2 separate regions of the Mus musculus genome follow, and region 1 is linked to region 2. The links are chromatin contacts, called in public promoter capture Hi-C maps. All regions are on one chromosome and are shown on one strand. The core of a region is the stretch at or near the end of the contact, and the rest is flanking DNA. Distances in the headings are between cores, read along the strand shown.

Evidence for each region. Promoter capture Hi-C pulls out the DNA fragments that hold promoters and counts their contacts.
Region 1: a contact with region 2 is called in a promoter capture Hi-C map of cranial neural crest. The contact joins two enhancer-like sites. A contact is called at or near these places in 2 of 39 promoter capture datasets (the C10 cell line and cranial neural crest), 1 of 115 datasets of contacts at active chromatin or transcription factors (the 230-238 cell line) and 1 of 9 other capture datasets (liver).

The regions. Positions count from the first base shown.
Region 1 is chr1:38,656,101-38,661,351 of GRCm38.p6, forward strand. No RefSeq gene overlaps it. Among named protein-coding and RNA genes, the nearest start is that of Gm34596, 28 kb to the left of the region's middle. Within about 2 kb of position 3,306, at least 29 of the 459 cell types and tissues checked have an H3K27ac peak or open chromatin away from gene starts, as enhancers often do.
Region 2 is chr1:38,434,186-38,440,006 of GRCm38.p6, forward strand. The region is part of intron 4 of Aff3 (AF4/FMR2 family, member 3); the gene reads right to left. Among named protein-coding and RNA genes, the nearest start is that of Aff3, 190 kb to the right of the region's middle. Within about 2 kb of position 2,451, at least 63 of the 459 cell types and tissues checked have an H3K27ac peak or open chromatin away from gene starts, as enhancers often do.

The sequences.
Region 1 (5,251 bases), core at 2,056-4,555, 220 kb after region 2:
TACAATGGTATTCTACTAAAAGGTATTTTGTCTAGTATTATCTTCTTCCCCTCTATATATAGTAGTCAGAAAATATCCCAATAATCACTCTATTAAAAAATTACCCCTCCAAAGACGAATTTCCCTAGGCCTGTTATGAACATATATTGCTCTAGGCCACTGAGATGCAGCGTGGGACTTAGATTCTAGGGAGAAGGCTAAATACCCACGGAGAGATGGGGGAGGCAGGAAGGAAGGGAAAGGCAACTTATACATGCAAGAAACGGCTCCAAGCAGAGAAAATGGCCTGTGATAGACCAAAGGAGGAACATGCAAGAGATAGCAAGGAAGCCTGGCATGGCAGTGGGGGCCAGGAATCCCAGCACTTGAGAGGTGGAGGCAGGTGGAGGCAGGAGACTGATCACAAGGTGCTCCAAGGCTGTCTAGTAAGCTGAAGGCCAGGTGAGCCACATGAGCTCCTGTCTCAAAACTAAGTGAATACACACTGAAGAAGTCATGAGTGGGAAGTGCCACAAGTGGGGCAGAGGGAACTAGAAGAAGTTAACCCCAGCGTTTGTCATGTAAGGGCTCTATGCTTTGTACCTGAAGAGCACAATACGCAGTTTCCCGAAGACAGCCCTGCAGTGTGCCAAGGAAGCTTTGATAATGTTACAATCAAGCCATGATCCCATGAGGACGTAGACGCTCTCCATATCTCCATACCGGACAGGTCTCCTGTGCACATCAACCACCACCACCAGCACCACCACCACCACCACCAACAACAACAACAACAAAAGACCAGGAAAGGGTTAGCAAGTTGTTTCATGTGCCTCCTGCTTCTAAGAAGCCAATAGAAAAAATGCAACTACCTTCGATGATGGTGAAATGAGAAGCCCAAGCCACAACATGAGCTCTGGAAGATAGATGCTAGATAGATGATTGATGATAGATGATAGATGATAGATGATAGATAGATAGATAGATAGATAGATAGATAGATAGATAGATGATAGACATATAGATGATAGATAAGTAGATGATAGGTGGTAAGAAGATAATAGATTATAGATATGTAGATAAATGGGTAGATGGATGATGGAAAAATGAGATAGATAGATAGATAGATAGATAGATAGATAGATGATGGATGATAGTTAGATGATAGATTATAGATAGATAAATAAATGATGGATGATAGATAAATAGGTAGATAGATGATAGAGAGAGCCATCATCATGGAGGAAGGGGGTTCCAGCCAGCTCCAAACCACTGAGAGTTTTTTTTTTTTTTAAGATTTATTTTTTACTTTGAATTATCTCCGTCTGTGCACACACATGAACGTGTGTCTGAACATATGTGCAGCATGAGCAGAGTCTAGAAGAAGGTATTGGATTCCTGGAGCTGGAGTCACAGGTGGTTTATGAGCCACTCTGCAAGGATTCGGGGAACCAACTCCATCCCTTTGTAAGGTAAACAATGCTGAGCCATCTCTCCAGTCCCTGTGCTGATGAAAGTCCTAATCTATGATGCTTTGAGCAAACTAAAACACTGTTGCTGATGACCTGTGTAAGTTAAACCACTACATTTCAGAAACAAGGACAACCGAACCCTCTGTTTTCACTGTTCTGGCAGCAGCTGCCTCCAGATCTGGAACCTGCGGTGAAAGGGAGTCGGAGCCCTGGGGACCGCCCTCAAAGGGTGTTTTGGGCTGTGGTTTTAGCTGGTTGCTTACACAGTAACAGACGTTGAGGCAGCGAGGTTTTCCACTGGAGAGTTCTGAGCAATCATATGTTATGACTTAGTTTTACAAGAATTCCTCTTGGTCTGGGCTGAGAACCGAGTGGGAGAGGAGGAGTGGGTAAAGTGGGAGCTGAGTTTGAAGAACAGGCTGGATTTTGACTTCTGGTCTTGAATACAGGAAGTAGAGGCAGGGAGAGTGAAAACCGATTTGAATGTGGACACAGATCAAGGCACCTGTGGATGGGATGTGCTGGCCAATCAGATCACATGAGGACACAGAAGGAAAGTAGCGGGAGAGGAGGACAGCTCCGAGTTGCTGGCCTGATGGATGAGAATGGAGCTTTTATGGAGATGTCATGAAACTGCAGGAGAAGCCGGGGTGTTGTTAGGGAAATGATGTTAAGATCATGAAGCAGAAAGCACACTCAACGGTGAGGCTACGTGCAGCAGGACAGCGCATTCATGTCAGGAGAGAGATGGAGGCTGCAGGGCTTTACAGGTCATATGGAGATGGGGTCAGCTGGGGAGTGAATGCAGGGTCTATGGAGTAGAGTGGTCAGAGGATCTCCATCACTGAGAGATATGGAAGTGCTGGAGCCGAGGAACGAACCAAGAAAACGACGTTCTGGAGAGCCAAGACAAGGCGTCTGAGATGCAGATTATCTGTGCCATGTGGGCGAAAGAATCAAGTCTCATGAGGATCCGCCAGGCTTGATCTCCTGCCCCTGTCTTGCTCTGGCTGACTCAAAAAGAGTCCTTTCTCATGGACTAAACTTTCATGTGCGTGGGCGAGCACCAATGTGTTTCTCTCTTCCAGAGATATGTTTATCACCTGGGACTACATGACCACTTGAGTTTTGTCTTTGACAAGGCAAATACTGCACCCTGCTTTTCTTCCTTTTCCAAATACAGCTAGGCAAGTCTCTAACATTCATCAGGAGTTTTCATTGCAATCCTGTGAAGTCCCTTCCCTCCTTAAATAGATGGGGATTTAAATTTAATTTAACCTTTTACCACATATGTATTTAAATTATTTCTTTACATGCATGGGTGTTTTGCTTGCATGTATGTCTGTGCACCACATGTGTGCCTGGTGTGTTTGTAAGCTAGAAGAGGGTGTTAGAGTCCCTGTGTCTAGAATTACAGATGATTGGGGGCTTCCAGGTAGATGGTGGGAATTGAACCCACATCCTCTGAAAGAGCAGCCTGTGCTCTAATCATTGAGATTAGATGACCCTCACTTTATTTTTATATATAAATTTGCTTAGTAAGTGCTGAGTCATTCATATGAAATCCCTAGCTGATTCTGCAGAATTTTTCCCCCTTCAGGCCTGTTTCCTGGTACTTAGTTCTTCTAAGTATTTAAATTTTAGTGCCTTTTATAAATACAGTCCTCCTTTGTATGTTCTTTCTGTTTTAGCTGTAAGAAGTCCATTTGCATAGAAAGCATTCTCTCATGATTTCTAAAGCTTTACACGCAGGGCAAACAGTTTTCAGTACCTTTGCTACTTGCACAGCACACGGTCTCAACCCACAGACTCGTGAAGCAAGCTATCGAGGAGGATGGGCAGTAATAGCAGCATTTCATGGGGCTTCCCAAAGAGGCCATGATTTCCAGGTGCTCTGAGAGCTGCTGTAGCCACACATCTGAACATGTCCCAGAGACTCCCAATTTCAAATACTTTTTCCTTTGTTAACCCATGAGTCAGACCATATGTCCCTTTGATCTTTGCTTCAGAAAATATTGTCACGGTATTCAAAAACAAGGACAGCCCAGGCAAAGTTGTAACATCTGGGCTGTTTTTCTTCTGAAACCCCCCCACCCCCCAACTTTCAGCTTTCATCCTGGTTATGTATGTCTGGAGAGCACACATGCACAAGCACATACATTAATAAATACTCACACATTCGCACATATGCACCCTTGCAATACACACACATACACGCACCCTCATTCGCATATATGCACTTTTGCAACACACACACACACATTCGCACATATGCACCTTTGTAACATACACACACTTACACATTCAAACATATGCACCCTTGCAACACACACACACAATTATACATTTGAATACATACATACACTTACACAATATACGTGATGTACAAATGTACACACTCATATATACATTCACACTGCCAAGGAACAGAGGAATTTTATTTAGATGGTCCCCACACATGTGCAGACTAGAGTCTAGTCTCTCCCAAGGTTGGTGTGGAAGATTGTAGAGTTGAGCAAGCCAGGCTTGAGCCTCACATCTATCTCTATATTGGGAAGGCCATTTAACTCCCTATGACTTTCATTCTCCATATGTGAAAGAAGTGTTCATCTCACCCCCAACCCAGGGTGGCTGGGGGGACTTAGAAAATTTCCATTAAAATGCCCCCTGCAGAGTAGAGGGAAGGGAAGCAGTTCCCGTTAGTATAATTTAGAGGGAATTTCAATATGATTGGCCTTAAAGAAACTCCCAGGCCTTGCTCTCTACTCTAGCTGTAGAAACAAAGTGCCCAGGATAAATCTCTCTTTTCTCTCCCCTGCACCTCAACCATGAGCCAAATCACCCATTTGTAACAAGTCAGTGTCCACTCAGAGGTTGTTGTGTCAAGAGTAGATACAAAATGCTTATGACTTGTACTGTCAGCCCCAGCCTTCAGCCTTCCTGGTCCCTCAGTCTTCCTTCTGAGGAAGTTTTATGGTATGGAGCTTAGGTAAGATCTGAAATTCAACGGGGTCTGATCTTACCTCCCAAAAGGCAGCCATCAAGCCTAAAGATGTCTGGCTACCTTCTCCCTCCTCTTTATGAATGTTTAAACAAGTGGCGCCCCAGTGGGGGAGCAGATAAGTCATACCCGTTACAGTAGTGGTCACTTCACATGACTCAGACAGCTGTCATGTTGTCCTCTCTAGCTGTTCTCACTACCTGACCATGAAAACTCCTTGAGATTCCTGGTCTATTTTGTCTAATGTCTTAAAAAATTTTTATTTCTATGTGAGGCATGTGTGTGTAGGGGCATGTATACGGAAATGCCATGCTTAAAAATGTGACAAACCCTCTGAAACTGGAGTTACAGGTGTTGTAAGCCACCTGATGTGGTAGGTACTGGGAACCAAAGCTGCGTCCTTTGAAAAAGCCCCAAATGGTCCTAACTGCTGCTTCCTCTCTCCAGCTCACTGCTCTGTGTTAAATTTGATTGACTCCCTCGGTTCAGCAGAGTATCTTTCTGCTCAGCACTGTCTGTCCAATACACACAGAGTCCACGGGGAATACAAGGCAAAGTGGCCCTTCCTACCTCTGAAAAATCTCTCAGTTACTGTGGCCAACATCCACCCAGGGGAAGGGGGAATTTCTAAAACACACAAAGGCAGGTCCACTGGAGGGAGGATGGGGGAGGGTTTAGGGGGTGGCAGAGAGCCTTTCAGTTTGCAAATGTATCCTCAAATGTTGCCAGTGGATGTAGGAACAATAACGAAGTATCAATTGTGCACCCCTACCAACACAAACAAACCTGTTTGCTTTTT
Region 2 (5,821 bases), core at 1,201-3,700:
TATTTGCAGCCAGAGTTCAGACAGTACTGAACATTTTAATGGTGTGAGGATACAGCTCAGACTGGTTGTTTGGGGATATGGAGGCCTAGGGTGAAGATGTATGTGGAAGTTAGGAATATAAGACAGTGAATGTGGAGAGCAGGAGGGTGTGACCTAAGCGTGTTTTGGACGCAGTGAGGGACAGGTTCACAGGAGGTTCTTGACCCCACTCATCTTTGATACATCTTGAAGGGCAGTGATGAGAATTGGCATGTGGTCTGAACAGAAACACCAGGGCCCTCTCTGTTTCTGGTTTTTACAGTGATACCTGGTAAGTGACTGGAGTGTAGGATGGAGGGAAGAACATGAGCCCAGTACACACTGGGGGTGTCAGTGTGACATAACTGAAGCTGTCCACCTCTTGCTGGGCGAGGGCTCTGTGACAGCTCCAGGGAAGCAGAACAGGTTGACAAGGAGTGTGAGGAAGAGACACTGAGGTCCTGAGACAGGGCGAGTGGGAGTCATTCCATCGGACAACATTTCAAATGGGAATTCCTCTCATGACGAGAATATCATGAAGGAGAACACAAGGAGAAATTCAAAGAAAAGCACAGAGCACCGTGTAATAACCTACTGAGTTTACCAACCAATATAACTCTGCCTCTCACTAAAGCGAAGGTTGCTGGACAGGGAGACGGCACGCTGTTTAGACACTAGTTTCTTCCATTCTAAACCAAAGAACTTCACCAAAGAATGCAATCTGCATTCATGTCCCTCACTGTGTGTCAGAATCTATTCTAGGTGATGCAGATGAAGAGGAGAGAGAGAGACAGAGAGAGAGAGAGAGAGAGAGAGAGAGAGAGAGAGAGAGAGAACCACAGAAGTCATGAACCGAAATCATCATTCATCATAAATGGATGAACCACAACAGTCACTCTTCCTAGCCTACACTTCACACTGCTATGTCCCTCCCCTGAAGGTCAACTGACCTTGGCTATTCGTCACTCAATGCTGGAAAGCACTCGGCAATTAGGATCTTTGTTAAAAAAGGAAAATCAGCCAATAAACTGTGATTTTGTGATGGTCAGTAGCAGGTAAAACCAAGGTAGGGCATTTCTGGGACCTTGTGTCAATCTTCTCCAGACCAACCGTGCATTTTGCTCCAGTTGAGGGGAGAATCAAGGAAAGGCAGCTTGATTAAGAAAAAATGACTTTAGCTGAATTTCAAAGGACTAAGTTAGGACTTTAACATGAAGTTGTTCTTAAAATGGAGTGTTCTCTGTCTGCAATTACATTTAGTTAGATTTACAAAAACAACTTGAGTTAGGGGAAAATTCTGCTCTATGATTATTTACTTAATGGAATACAAAGAAGCGTTTTAATTCTCTCATGATGGATTGTTGAATGTAGTTTCTCCTAAAGTCATTCAGTATCTCACGATATCTCAAATATGCTGCTTTGTAACAAGCATTACAGACTTTAGCAAAAACAAAAACAAAACAAAAAAAAACATGTTTTCTGATGTTCTGCCTATAGGTATTATTTGTATTGTTTATAGTTATCCCGATTTCTGGGGAGAGGACTCTAAAATTTAATAAAATAAAAAAAAATTAAAATTTAGGACCAGGCCAAACCATCAGTTACCTGAGTGAACCATCATTAAACTCCTGTGTGAACACGTGATGCCTCCTGAGAGAGACAAAGGCTGTGAGTAGACAGAGACAAAGCTTGCAAACAAATCTACTTTAGGGTTCCTAACTTAGAACACTACGGTAATAAACTATGAAGACTTTAACCCTAACCCCCTATAGACCTGGAATAGAGAATAACTTTAAACAGAATGACAGCAAAACCTAGAGATGTGCCAGGCAATATCATCAGTGTGTAACCGTCATGGGGTGCTCAAGGAATGGCAACACAGCAAACTCCATCCCCATGGCACCAGATGTAACCAAGAGGCAGGTAACCCCCAAACACGGAGACTACAGCAGCTGCCAGAGTACACTTCTCTGTAGTGTTTCCAGGAGTACAGTCAAGCTGATGATTAAAGGGCAGAGCAAGTATGTATAGTTGTAACACAGCTATGTACATCATGATCAATGTACACACACCAGACATAACTACCACTGTCCTACTGTCCTAGAACCACAGGTCAGTAGGTACAGCATCATCAGAATCATGGGACCAGTGCCCTGTCCCAGGACGTTAGGACAGCCACAGTGCTTCCACTTAGCGATAGGACCTTTCCAGCTTTATAGACGCTCAGGGGATCATCTCGGATTCAAATGCCCCTTTCCAAACAAAACACCATTATGTGGTGCACAGCTGTCTGGATTAAATGTAGACAGAAGAAAAGAAAACTTGGACAGCCCAAAGGCTGCAAAATTAGGTCACTTCAGAGGCCTGCCAGGCTGTCTTTATGTGTCCTAACGCGTGTGCTCAGGGGCAGCCCAGGACTCTGCCGGGGAGAAGAAATGAAGTGCTAACTTACAGGGTTGAAAACAATTCCAGACCTGGCCGTGGTGACAGAGACACAAAGCACGAGGCTCTCAAACTGTTTTCCAGACTGGATTCTTTAACAAAGGTGCCTATTATTTATGCTTTTGAAAAGGGTCTGTGATGTTCCTCCGAGGCCCATAATGAGTTCTGCAGATTCGTGGAATTCCTCTCTTGAAATCATTTCCTTTCCCTGAACTGTTAGGTCTCCGCCATCCATCTTCCAGTTTATTTAAATCCACACTGTGGACAGGATCTTGTTTCTATGTTCTGGGCCATGCTCCTCAGCTTCTTAGTGCATCCGTGAATGAGCATCACAACAGTATTAATAACACTAAGGAAGTACTATGCACAATCTGCAACATGTGTGACAGCCTCCCTCCACCACCAATCCCTTTAGGTGGAACAGACCACTAACATGTAATCTCTGTTACCTTGTTGGTAGACGACAGGTCAAGGGTGCTTTGTCAAGGAATTCTGACCTTTTGGAGAGGTTAATTTAGGTCAGCTGGACACGAACAACTGATCTTTCTGTGCTCATGTTTTGTCAAAGGAAGCAAAAGACATTGGTTAGCATCTCTCATGGTCACATAACTCCTTAGGCCATGCCCAATTCTCTGGGGATTAGAAGGCCTTGTCTTAACGCCATGAGCTCTCTCTTGAGTTTTATGATAATGTCCATTGGAACAATCAGGTGGCTCTATGTGCCCTTTTTAAAAGGTATTCTTAATTATTGCTGCAACTTTTATTAAGATATAAAAGTCATTATGTATGAATATGAGTACTATCTAAAATGACAGAGAAAATGAGAAGGTGTTTGGATATTCTTTCATTTGCTGTGATGCCAGACCAGTAGGAACAAAATTCAAGCCTCTGAAGAATTTCTGCAGAAAATATTAGCTGCAAATACCATTTAAAGAGAGTTTAAAAGAGTAGCAACAAGAATTTTGCTTTCCAAGAATTTGTCTCTTATGTTTTGTGGGTGGTGAGTTTTTGTTGTTGTTTTTTTTCTCTGCAGCTTTATATAAAAGAAATACAAAGCAAACAAACAAAACCCAAGACTGCAGGAGTGTGTGAGTGTGGAAAGACATGTGTGCACTCGACTAAGAGAACACATTTCCCGTTCCCACTTTTGTGCCTCACGCCTAAGAGTGCCTGCTGAACCCTGGGAGATGACAAGACATCTCCCAGGGGTGTGACTCACCCAGTTCTCTGAGCCAGTGCTAGAGCTGTTTTTCCTCTTAGGAGGGCCAGACAGACACTTGGCCTTTCAGAAAACCTCAAGGATGAGTCACAAGTGACATGCATTGGCATCTTGAGGGGGGAGGAAACAGAGGCTGGAAATATGGCCACACAAAAGGTGGAATGACACTGTGAGCAAGCACGAGTATGCATGTACACATAAACACACACATATGTACACATACATGCACATACACTTGCACACACACATGCATGCACACAAATACATACACACATGCTTGAGCACACACATGCATTTACATATATGCATACATATATACACAAGCAGAGAGACACACATGCAAACACACATGCATGCATACATACATGCAAACACACATGCATGTACATACATGCATACGCATACATGCATACACATGCACAGACACACACACACACACACACATGCAAGCACACACACATAAATGCACATATACTCTCACACACATGCACATGCACACATAAGCACACACACACATACATGCACACACACATGTGCTAGCTGTTTTGCAAAGCAGCCAGGAGAATCCCTCATCCCAGGATCCCTGGTCTTCACTTCTTCACACATATATAGGCCTCCCACTCAATTTCAAAAGGGTGCTACCCACCCTGGAAAAAAATTAAGCCCACATAGTAGCTGGGAAAATATGCAGCCAGGGAGACAGATGGCTTAGGGAAGAAGCAATCTGGATGGAGAGTGAGGGTGTGGGAGTGGAAATGTGGGCCTGGAGAGGGGCTGAGGGAAGAAAGGACGGGCGTGAGTGTGTGGTGACAGATGACAGAGTGCTGTTTGGGACAAGCAGTTGGAGAAAGCAAGGGAAATGGAAGTGATGTATTTATGCATAAGGGCTCCTTTACCATTAGGAAAACTCCCCTTCTGTCTACTCTGCAAGTCCCGCTGCTTCAGATGGAGGCAGACAGCAGAGAGCACATGCTTCGCCAAAGAAACAGAGGTGACTTGCTATCCCGACACGATTTCTATTTCTGATCGAAACAGATCCAAACTGAGCTAATTTGTGTACAGCTGCAGGCTATATAAACACGGCTGCTTAGAATTCTTTATAAAGTATCGGCCTTTGCACTCAACACTTCGTCGAAGTTAATAAGTAGGTGTCAAACTCTGAATTAAAATCCCTGCAAGAGGACACAGCACAAAGGACAATAAAAATGATTTTTAAATAATCACAGGGATAAATAGCATCTACTTCTGACTGATATAAGTGCTAGCATAAAATGTTATTAGGCTACCGACATTGTCTTTTGTTCAGAAAGTATGTTTCATTCTCCAACCATGCCATTTATCATCCTAATGAGCCCTCAAGCTGTAAATTAAACAGCAGAGACAGATTCATTCGAAAAGCATCTTTTCAGAAAAAAAAGGAAAAGAGCTAGGTGTTATAACAGTTTTCTACTTTTATTTTCTCCTAGTGTACTGGTTCAATTTTCTTTCATTGAAAAAAAAAAGCCCTTAGTACTTGAACACTTCATGGGGTAAGTTCATGCAATTTATATTTTCAGTAAACAGTTCATTCATGCTCCAGTACTCTGGGACCAGCTAGCGAACATAAAGGAGAAAAAGAAATCTCATTTTAAAATGCTGTGCCCTGTAAATTATGTTTGATCCCAGAAAATCTTAGAAACCTGGGCATGCATTTACTTTTTAGTTTTACTCGCAAGTGATTTGGTCCAAAGGAAATCCTCAATGGGAAAGGATTAGTGGAAATTTCAAACAGCTTTAGTTTACTGAACCGAATGTATTAATGGCTAAGCAAATACCATTTCCACCATTAATGATAAAAGAATAAGGTCACGAGCCAAATTAGTTGCGATTCCTCGTTACGTATCGATAAGAACATTACCCGTTCCTATGATGAAGAGAGAAGTCGGGGTTTTCTACTTGACCTGAATTTATGCATGAGCACACACAGGAGTGACTGAACAGCTATGCTGGGGAGGGGCACCCAGCAAAATGAGACTGGGAAAGAAAAAGAGCAGCAAGTCAAGTCTCATTTCAGCATGATTGGTCTTCATCCGCCTCCCCTCCTTTACCCTCTCTTGCTACAGCCTATAAATCTTTTTTTTTCCAATCTCTTGCTGTCCCTGC